3 separate regions of the Mus musculus genome follow, and regions 1 and 3 are each linked to region 2. The links are chromatin contacts, called in public HiChIP or PLAC-seq and promoter capture Hi-C maps. All regions are on one chromosome and are shown on one strand. Each heading gives the region's core, a stretch centred on a gene start, on an enhancer-like site or on the middle of the called end of the contact. The rest is flanking DNA. Distances are from core to core; before and after follow the strand shown.

Region 1 (3,219 bases), core at 688-3,187, 140 kb after region 2:
CCTCCTCCGCCATACAAAAACAACAATGACCCCCATTCCCAAGTCCCGTGTCTAAGCACACAGCTAAGCTACCAGCCCCAAGAAACGGAAAGCAAAGCTCTTATCTCTGCAGCTACTTGGGGTGGGTGGTGCATGTGACACTGTTACCCCCCCCCCTCACTCCAGATTACACCATCCTTGGGGGATGCACCGAGGAAGAGGGCGAACATTTTCTACACGTGCCACCTGGGACCTGTCTCTCCTGGCAGTAGTGTGTCAGGAGGTGCCGGGAGCCTGCGCCTTTAATTTGGGCTCCCAGTCTTTAACAAGATCTAGTCCAGATCCAAGTCTAAGAGGAAAGAGAGAAAAGGGAAGACTTCAGAAGGAAGAGGCAGACCAAGTTCTCCTCAAGCTTTGTTGTTTAGGAAGGGAAAGAGAAGGGAAGACTGGAATGAGGAGCCCACAACATGGTTCATCCGTAGCCCATCTCCACAGCCAGCATGGGCTCTTGGGTCCCAGTGTGGAGGGCATAAGAGCCTGGGAGACCCTCCCTGCCTGCAACCTTAGGACCTAAGTGGAGGGCCAACAGGTTCCAATGTAAGGATTAGCCAGAGGTCTTCTGGCCCAAACCAATCTCCCATCCCTGCCTCCTTTTGTTCCTAGGATCTAACTCTATCTTCCCCTCCCACTGATCCCTAAACCCCTCTCTCCATTCCCATTCCCAAGATCCAAAGCTAATTCCAGGACCCAGAAGCATAGTGGTCACTACCAGAGTGATGGGTACACACACACACTACACACACTACACACACACACACCACACACACCCCAAAAGCAACTGCAGCTGCTATCCTTCCTCTTCAGGGACAAAGCTCATCTCAGAAGGCCAAACGCAGGGACATGAAGTGGTCACCTTCTCCCCGAAATGAAACACACTCCCCGCGCCCCCCCCCAGCTCTTAGATTAATTACTTATCGTCCAGCCAGTTCTCATCTTCCTGAGGGCCCCAGGGATGGGTGGGGAGGGGGGAAGCCGACTCCCCCAAGTTAACAAGGCACTATTAGAACCTCTGCCCCATGAGAAACAAACCCAAGATGAAAACTGGGCGCGGGAGTGGGGTGGGGAGATCTGCCCTAGCCAAGAAAGATCACCAATTCATCTCCCAGCTCTTTCCCGAGCTCCAGGGTGTCAGACAGAAGAGGGTGGTAATAAACGCAGTAACGCCTCACAGGCGAGGGGGTGAATAGCACAGACAAGTAAGATGGGCCCCGCAGTCCTCTTCCACCTGCAGGGACGTCAAGGACATAAAATCAAGGGTATGTTCTTCGCCACTTGGAGAAGCACTGTGGGTGGGCTGCGCCCCTCACCTCAGAGTAACAAGAAAGGGGTGTCTAGTGAAGAGAGGGTCTGCCCAGAATGCGGGTTGCAAGGCTCAAATCGCAGTTGCAACGGATTATGAGCCGCCGGGGAGGAGACAAATCAGACATCCCCGGCCGGTCTGCGGGACATTTGGGGGCGCGGGGTGCGGGGTGCGGGAAAATCGGCCCCTCCCTTACCTGCAGAGAAGGAGCCCTGCAAGGGAGGGATGAGGAGGGGCGCGCGCGGCGAGCCAAAGGCGACACTCCCCGGGCCCAGCGACGCTCCCTGGGGGTGCGGGCTGGCTCGGCGCGCGCGCCGGGAGGAAGGACAGGGTCGCGGGGAGCCCGCGGGCAGCGACGGCGGGAGGACGGGACGCTGCGGGGCGTCCCGGGGCCGTGGGAGGTGGGGTCCTGGCGGGTGCGGCGCGCTCACCCGCTGCGGCTCGAGCTCCGGCTTCGCGGGCGGCGGCGGCAGCAGCGGCGGCAACAGCAGCGGCAGCGCCTCCTCGACGGCTCCTCCATCTTTGCGGCGGCTCCTCCGGCTCCGCTCGCCGCCGCCACCAACAACAACATTCGGAGACGTCACTCTCGTCACGTGACCCGACCCCGAGCTAAAAATAGGCTCAGACCCCCCCTTTTTCGGGCTTCAACCGAGAACCCTCCCCTCCCATTCGGCCCTCCCCTCAGATGGGCGGGACCAATAGCGCCACCGTGACAGCTTCTTAAAGGGCCAATGCCCAGCCCAAGGTTAGGCTGGGGTGGAGGTGGCAGAGAAGGGATCCCGATCTCTTCGCCAAGTAATGAACTGAGTAGAACCCGGACCCCGGCTGCTGCAGGGGCTGGATGTGTGGGATTTACGATTTTGTTCTCTGTGCTTTTTCGACTTCCTTTTCAAACGGCGGATGGTGCAATCTTTGCCCGCCTGAGCTGTTCCCTAACACGCCCTTCCCTCGTTAGGGGGAGGGTAGAGGGGGGTGGAATCCTAGGGGCTGCCTTGGAAGTGGAAGCCCCTGCAGGCGCGTCAAAGCTGAAAGATTAGCTTGGACAAGTCTCTAACCCACCGTGCTAATATGGCACAGCGCTGCATCTTGTTAAAAGAAACTCCTTGGAGAAAGCCAGCATAGGTTGTAACTGTCCCTGGCCTTCAAAGGAACAGACCAAGAACCTAAAAGTCCGCTGGTCCCCAACTTTGATACCACACATACTACTACCACGTCAGTGGAACTGAACATGACTGTATCATTAAACCTACATTGTTTTGTCAATGACCTAGCAATTTTCCTAGCAAAAAATGTATTCTAAGAAAATATTGTGCTCCAAAATGAGTATAGGAAGAGATTGTTTGTTATATGAGATGTCAGAAACAACCTAAATAAATATCCATCAGGTAGGTATCTGCAAATAAACTAGGAGACATCTATTTAGTAAGTTATCATACAGATGCTCAAAATTATACATATGTGGGGGGTGTAAAAGCGGCTTTTGGGGCGTTTGACAGGAATCTGACATTGGTCAAGGACAAGAAAATGAGATTCAGGCAGGAATCTGACATTGGGCCATGACAAGGGAGTAAGTTCAGGTAGGAATCTAATTTTAGGGTGGAACAAAGAAGTAGATTTCAGGCAAGAATGTGATTTTGGGCTAGGACAGGGAAGTAGGCTCAGGTATCTTGGTCATCCTGACAAGCTCTTAGACTTTGTTTATTGCCTTGACATACGGCTTTAATCCCAGCACTTGGGAGGCAGAGGCAGGCAGATCTCTGAGTTTAAGACCAGCCTGGTCTACAGAGTGAGTTCCAGGACAGCCATACTGAGAAACCCTGTCTGGAAAAAACAAACAAACAAACAAAACAAAATATCCATTAGTTCCAATACTTTATACA
Region 2 (3,176 bases), core at 657-3,156:
CCCTCTCCAACCCAAAATAATTCTCAGAGGAGCAACTACAGGTTTTAATAAAATTCTCTCTCTCTCTCTCTCTCTCTCTCTCTCTCTCTCTCTCTCTCTCTCTCCTCTTCCTCCTCCTCTTCGCTCTCCCTCTCCCTCTCCCTCTCCCTCTCCCAAGCCTAAGATAATGACAGCTCCAGAAACCAAATGACAAAGGTGAGGGATACGATTCCCTTTCCTCCCGGATCTTTTCCAGAAAAATCGAACTTGCAGAGAGAGAGAGAGAGAGAGAGAGAGAGAGAGAGATGAGGGGAACCCCTTTCACGCTAGCACCACTGGTTAAAAGAAATGTCCAGGTTACACTGTGCCAGCGCCAGTGTCCCCTCTGTCAACTCCATGTCCTTATTCCTAGAGAGCAGGGGACAGCTTCTCAGGCCTTGGGCCATACTCCCCACTAGAGGTGCTTGCTGTGGTTCCTCTTTTCCTGGAGCAGGGAAACGGGGAAGAGCCAGGGAGGAGCCTGTGTGAAACCCTAGGCCCAGGAGTCCTGCCCAGTAAGCCTGGGTCTGCTCCCTGAGGAGTTGGTTCCCACGGCGTCGGCTCGCTCTGCCCCACCCCCACCCAAGCCTCTGAGAGGGCGGGGCCGCCCGTGCCCACAGGAGAACGGCAGTGCCAGGCAAGCTAGCCTGGTTCCGTGCCAAGGTCCCCGGGCCCAGTCATCACGAAACCAGCATCACGGCGCCCAAAAGCCTAAACCTAAGGCCCTCCCACTCCCACCTCCACACGCACATCCGCCACCAAGCTATCCAACCCCCGTCCCCCGGGTGTGTAGGTGAAGCCCGCCAGCTTCAAAGAGAGAGATTTCCTCCATCCTCCCACCCACCCCCGCTCCATCGGTGCAGACTCAGAGAGGTGCGAAAGACGAACGCCTGACAAAGGCACTTTGGAGCCGGACACGGTTATGGGGAGAACTGTAGATAACTGAGGACTGGAGGATGGGGTCTAGGGAGCCGGCGGACGTGCCCGCACTCACAATCAGATTGCCCCCGCCCCTTCAATTCAGCCCTAACCCGCCGGGCGCTAGGACCTAGGAAGGAGGGGGCGTGTTGCGAGCCATCAAAGAAGGTTCTTTGCTTGCGTGCCCGCCGGGACTAGGGGATGAGGTCACTGAATGACTGCCCCCCCCCACGTCCCCCAGGTCTTCATTCCCCACTACCCCTTAGTTGACCTAACTTTCTGACCCTGGCTCCTTGCTTCTGGTGCTGATTCCCTCTGGAATCCCCATACCTTAAACCCTGGCTCCAAAACCCTGCAACCTCCTGGACCTGGCCTGGCACTCTAGGTTAGCAGACCGCCCCTCTCCAGAACCCTCTCTCAGGAATGACTGAGGTGTTGGTCTCTTGGGGTGCAGGGTGCCAAGGGACCCAGTACAATCTTAGTCTAGCTCCCCCAGGGCCGGAAACGCCAGTAGCACGGCTCTTACGTAATGCCGGGATCCGAAGTCCCCCCCCCCCCCCAACCCAACACAGACCCTGGAGAGGCCGCGCAAATACCTGTGCTCCTCTCAGCTCAGCGTCTCTGTGTCCGGTGTCCCTCTGGAGCCCTCATCGCTGGCATGGGAACCAGCATCCCTGGGATGAGGGGTTCGGTTCTCCCTACCGGCATCACACACAGAGAGCCCAGTGCTGCAGCTGGAGAGGGAGTGGGGCGACTTGGGGAAGGGGCCCAGGAGTTTGGACCTGGAGAATAGGATCCCCAAGTGTAGGTGATAGGTCGAAAAGGAGGCAAGGGTTCTGAGGTGGGTGCTGGCCCAGGGGCCTAGGAATACCTACCTGCGTTTTGGGGAGCCCCTAGCTTGGGGCGATTCCGCGCAGCCCGGCGCTCCGCGGTTATTGCTTGTCAATCGCTAGCCGCGCTCTTAAAGCGGCAAGGTCTCCTAGGAGCGAAGGGGCGGAGACAGAAAGGAGAGGGCTGGGACACGGAAGGGACGCGGCAACCTACGGTCCACTGTAAAGTAATCTCCCAGGAGCAGGCGGGTGGGCGGGGAAGTGGTGGTTAACAGGCACCGCAAAGCCCACGACCCCCAACTCTGAGCAGGACCAACGTGTGTTACTTGGCGCGTAGGAATTCTTTAAAAGGGCGATGATGTTTAATAAAAGAAAGGGGGGGAAACTGAGCGCGATGGGATCACCCCCCTTAACGGGACCGCTTAGTCCAGCGTACCAGTCCCCTGAACGCTTCGTCTGTCCTTTCCTAACACAGTTTTGGAAAAGCAAGGGGACATCAGGACACTAACTCTGGTAGGGGATAAGCCTGGGGGTGGCGTTATAGTCATACGGCACATGCCTGCTTCTAAGAAAATTTGAAGAAAAACAGAAAATTTAAGAGAGTGGGACTGTGTTTTTTCATGAAAGGGACCAAGATCCTAATTTTAGCCTTGACGCGGGAAGTTGATCCTTGCCTCTGTTTAAGGCACAAGAGCAGAAGAAACAGTCTCTCCCTCCTAAATCCCGTTTCAACAAATAAGTAGTGACGGCGTCCGGCTCCATTGGTGGGTTGAACGTGCAGGAGAGGCCCTAGATTCTATTTCAGGCAGCAAAACGAAGAAAGCAAAGGGTTAAGCCCGCTAGCCCGCCTTGCTCAGCCTCTGGCTCCTCCCAGACCTGCTAGTAAAAGATACTGCACAGCCTCAGACTATTGGTGGCCCCAAGTGGAAAACAGCCTTCATTCAGTCTGTGCAAGCCGGGGCCTTCCCTGACTTGGGTGCCCCCTAACCCCTCCGCTACCCTATGGAATAGGCGCTCGGTGGGGAGCGGGGCGTTTATATCTTCCTCTTATAACTGAGCTTCTAAGATCCTGGAAACTTGCTTGGAAATCTCGAAAATGAATTGACTTGAGGATTCATGTCTAGATGTGGTCCCAGCCGACCCTGTTAGCAAAGGGAAGCAGTTGGGAATTGGTGTAGGGAAAAGCCAGCGATGGGTCAAAATGCTAAAGGCTGTTAAGTAGCCCACGTCTCTTATTCCTTAGAGAAGAGAAAGTTTTGTAGCGACCCCAGATGGTGGTGGTTGGAACTACAGGCTTCTGTCTGAGGAAAAAGGCTTCCAAACTAGATCTTCCTAATTAAACTCAGGACAAGAGGTCTCCTTCCTCGGAGACTCCCTTGGATCTTACCCACTCACCTCTGCTTAGAGAAT
Region 3 (3,299 bases), core at 311-2,810, 180 kb after region 2:
ACAGCAGGGAAGGGTAAAGGACCTGGTGAGAATGCTGTGTGGCATGGGGCCAGACCAGGGATTCGGGATTTCTCTGGAAGAGCCTGAGCCAAACTGCAGACATTTTTAAGGAAAAGTGACCTTCTTGGATAGGTGATTGTGACAGGGCTGAGTGTGGTCAGAGGAAGGAGACACAGGCTAGACCCATCCAGGCTGGAGGCTAGGAACTGAAGCTGAGGACAAAACTGTAGGAGAGACATTCTGTGTGGGAGCCTGCGGCCAGGGGGAAGTGAGAGATACAGAGGAGGAGAAGGTTGCTGGAGAGTGGGTGGGAGCAAGCACCGGGAGCAAGGAGGGACCCACATGGCATTGCCAAGACACTGCAGAGCCTGCAGTCTTGAAGACAGAAGCCCGCTGACATCCCTCCACCCTCCCCTGCCAGCTAATCGACCAGCTGTTGTTGTTTCCGCGGCCTCATTCCTCCCCCTAGAGGCTCCTGGAAGTACAGCCATTTCCTCCTAAAGCGAATGGGGCGTAGTTTCCCAAAAGTCTCATCCCTTCAGTCTCCACTTCCAAGGTCAAATCCCTGGACACATCCGCAGTCAGGCACGTGATTCCCCTAGAAACCAGGGAGGGAAAAAAAAAACTAGTCACTGAAGGTAGAGACCGTGCCCAGTTTCGGCATGAGGGGACAAGAAGAGGATTTGCTCAACTGTCTACCCAACATAGCACTACCCTCTAGGGTACTTATCTAAAGTGTGGCCCACTGGAGGCCTTGGCACACCCCCACAAGCTATGTAACTTTGAGTCAGTTTTACCTTTTTAAGACTTAAATTCCACCCAGGTGTGGTAGTGTATCCCTTTAATCCCAGCATTCCTGAGGCAAAGGGAAGTGGATCGCTGAGTTCAAGGCCAGTCTGGTCTACAGAGCTAGTTTCAGGACAGCCAGGACTACACAGAGGAACCCTGTCTCAAAAAACAAAAACAGCAGCACTGCCAACAACAAAACCTTACGTCCTGTAAGTCTCTATCCATCTCAGGTGCTGAACTGAAATTCTTAGCTTGGCCTCATTTCCTGACCAAATCTGTCTTGTATTACAACACTGACTGGTCATCTGAGTAGAGATGGATCTGAGAGTGATTTCAGTTCTAGAAAGCATGGTGTGTGTGTGCAGTGGTTGCTGTTATTTCAAATTCAGGAAGAGTGGTTTGGCTTCTTGGAAGCTCTCTCCACTTCCCCAGACTGAGGTCTATGGGCCATCCTGGGCTTCTACCCTTTTTACCAGCCAATACTTCAGAGGCTGCAGGACCCTGGTCCTTCCTCTACCCTGTCCTGCCCACCCATCTCATGGTTGACTGCTTTGACTAGAAGGCTCACTCCAGAGAAGTGGGGTCCAGGAGTGACCTTTGGCTGAGGCCCTGTTGACCAACAAAAGGGTACCAGCAGGGTCAGAGGCTGGCCCAATACCATCTGCATTAAGATCATGACTCTAGGCAAACTGTTTACCAATGCAGTGAGGGGCCTATTTATAGCCTCAGCTGTTTCTCCAGCTTACCAAGAAGGGGGCAGGGTGGCTCCCCAGAGCAAGGTGCTAGCTGGGACAAGGAACGATTCTCTGCCTAGGTGGCACTGCCCAGACCACTGGACCCCTCATGGCAGGGGAGAGCTTTCCTTTCACATCCTCCACACTGCGTGCTCTCCGCCTGCAGAGAGAGTGGCTGGACTGGGAGGACAGGAGGAGAGCTGCTGCCCAGCAGTGCCGCAGGCACAGGGACCTCCCTTGTCCCCAGGCCCAGCTCCTTAGGCCTCGCCGCTCCTGCCGAGACCCAGCTGTCCACAATGCCCTGTTCTCTGGGGACCTACAGCAGCTCCAAATCCTGTTCCAAGATGAAGACGCTGCCAATATGATTGTGGAGACTGTGAGCAACCAGCTGGCCTGGTCAGCGGAACAGGGTAGGGAACACCACCTAGGAGGACAGAAGAGGGACAGGAGTGGGGGTTGGGAAGGGAAGAAGAATCCATACGCCACTTCTCCGTAAAGAGCCTAGAACGGACCCATAGTCACCCATATTAACTCTTTCCTAAACAGTTGAGGCCAACCACGGTTTTCCTCAAACTCATAGAGATCCACCCGCCTCTGCCTCCTTCATGTTGGGATTAAGGGTGTGAGCCACTATGCCCACCCTCCAAATTTTTTTGGTTTTTTTTTTTTTTTTTCACTATAGCCCTGGCTGTCCTGGAACTCACTTTGTAGACCAGGCTGGCTTCCAACTCAGAGATCTGCCTGCCTCTGCTTCCTAATCTGCTGGGATCAAAGGTGCATCTTACCACCACCTAGCTAAAGTTATATTCTCTCTCTCTCTCTCTCTTTTTAAAGATTTATTTATTTATTATATGTAAGTACACTGTAGCTGACTTCAGTTGCACCAGAAGAGGGCATCAGATCTCATTACCAATGGTTGTGAGCCACCATGTGGTTGCTGGGATTTGAACTCAGTACCTTCAGAAGTAGTCAGTGCTCTTAACCGGCTGAGCTATCTCGCCAGCCTTAAAGTTATATTCTCATATAACACATATACAGATTGTAAATTTTGGCTTTGGTTAATTATATGCACTATATTACTATAGCGTTATATATATGAAAATATACACACATACATATATATCCATGTTTCTCTTACAGTTTCCTGCTATAGTAGACAGTTTTTATGAAACTCATATGCAATTTTTCCTTACCATTACTGACTTTGGGGGTTAGGGAGTGGTGTTGTAGGGAGAAAAGCCAAGCCCCTCCTGCTGAGCCACCCCACCAGCCCCATCTTATTTGGGGGCTAGAGGATTGAACTCTAATTTGAATGCTAATAACCATTGTCTTCGCCACTGTGCTCCGGCCACAGATGGCAAGCTTTTTAAATTTTGAGACAGGGTCTTGTTATTTACCCAGGCTGGCGTTCAATTCATTCCATAGCCCAGGGAGATCTTGTACCTGTGAGCCTTCTGCCTCAGCTTTCCGAGTGACTGGGGTCATGTGCTTGTCCCTTCAGGTCCTGTTCAGTTCATTATTGACAGGTTTGTTTTTGAAACAGGAACACACACTCTTTCTCTCTCTCTCTCTCTTGCTCTCGCTCTCTCGCTCTCTGGGCCAGGCTGGCCTTGAACTTGTGATCTTTCTACCTCCTGCTCCTAAGTGATAGATCGCAACCACACACTTCCACACCTGGCCACATGCAGCATTAGAAGCTGACATTGTTTCATGGGCCATCTTTCCATGTCAGCGACCTTAGGTCTATAGAATACTTGAAAACTGTACAGAGAGACA

The links. Promoter capture Hi-C pulls out the DNA fragments that hold promoters and counts their contacts. HiChIP or PLAC-seq counts read pairs in DNA pulled down with a chosen protein or histone mark.
Region 1: a contact with region 2 is called in a promoter capture Hi-C map of embryonic stem cells, with 2.5 times the contacts expected there. The contact joins the promoter of Hdac5 here to the promoter of Mpp2 in region 2. A contact is called at or near these places in 13 of 39 promoter capture datasets (cranial neural crest, embryonic stem cells, erythroid cells and 7 more), 15 of 484 Hi-C or Micro-C datasets (CD4 T cells, CD8 T cells, the G1E-ER4 cell line and 4 more), 8 of 115 datasets of contacts at active chromatin or transcription factors (effector CD8 T cells, embryonic stem cells, large pre-B cells and 2 more) and 4 of 9 other capture datasets (adipose tissue, embryonic stem cells, liver and 1 more).
Region 3: an H3K27ac HiChIP or PLAC-seq map of embryonic stem cells shows a contact between it and region 2, with 6 read pairs. The contact joins the promoter of Asb16 here to the promoter of Mpp2 in region 2. A contact is called at or near these places in 10 of 39 promoter capture datasets (the 3T3-L1 cell line, the C10 cell line, cranial neural crest and 5 more), 17 of 484 Hi-C or Micro-C datasets (B cells, the C2C12 cell line, CD4 T cells and 14 more), 9 of 115 datasets of contacts at active chromatin or transcription factors (bone marrow-derived macrophages, embryonic basal ganglia, embryonic forebrain and 3 more) and 3 of 9 other capture datasets (adipose tissue, liver and pancreatic islet).

Annotation. Positions count from the first base shown.
Region 1 is chr11:102,228,235-102,231,453 of GRCm38.p6, forward strand. It overlaps Hdac5 (histone deacetylase 5), which reads right to left and starts at 1,938. Exons shown (of 27, transcript NM_010412.3): 1 at 1,771-1,938. Mir8101 (microRNA 8101) reads right to left here and starts at 1,916; the gene lies at 1,806-1,916.
Region 2 is chr11:102,086,609-102,089,784 of GRCm38.p6, forward strand. Mpp2 (membrane protein, palmitoylated 2 (MAGUK p55 subfamily member 2)) reads right to left here and starts at 1,907. Exons shown (of 13, transcript NM_016695.4): 1 at 1,812-1,907.
Region 3 is chr11:102,267,191-102,270,489 of GRCm38.p6, forward strand. Asb16 (ankyrin repeat and SOCS box-containing 16) reads left to right here and starts at 1,561. Exons shown (of 5, transcript NM_148953.3): 1 at 1,561-1,933. The coding sequence starts at 1,633.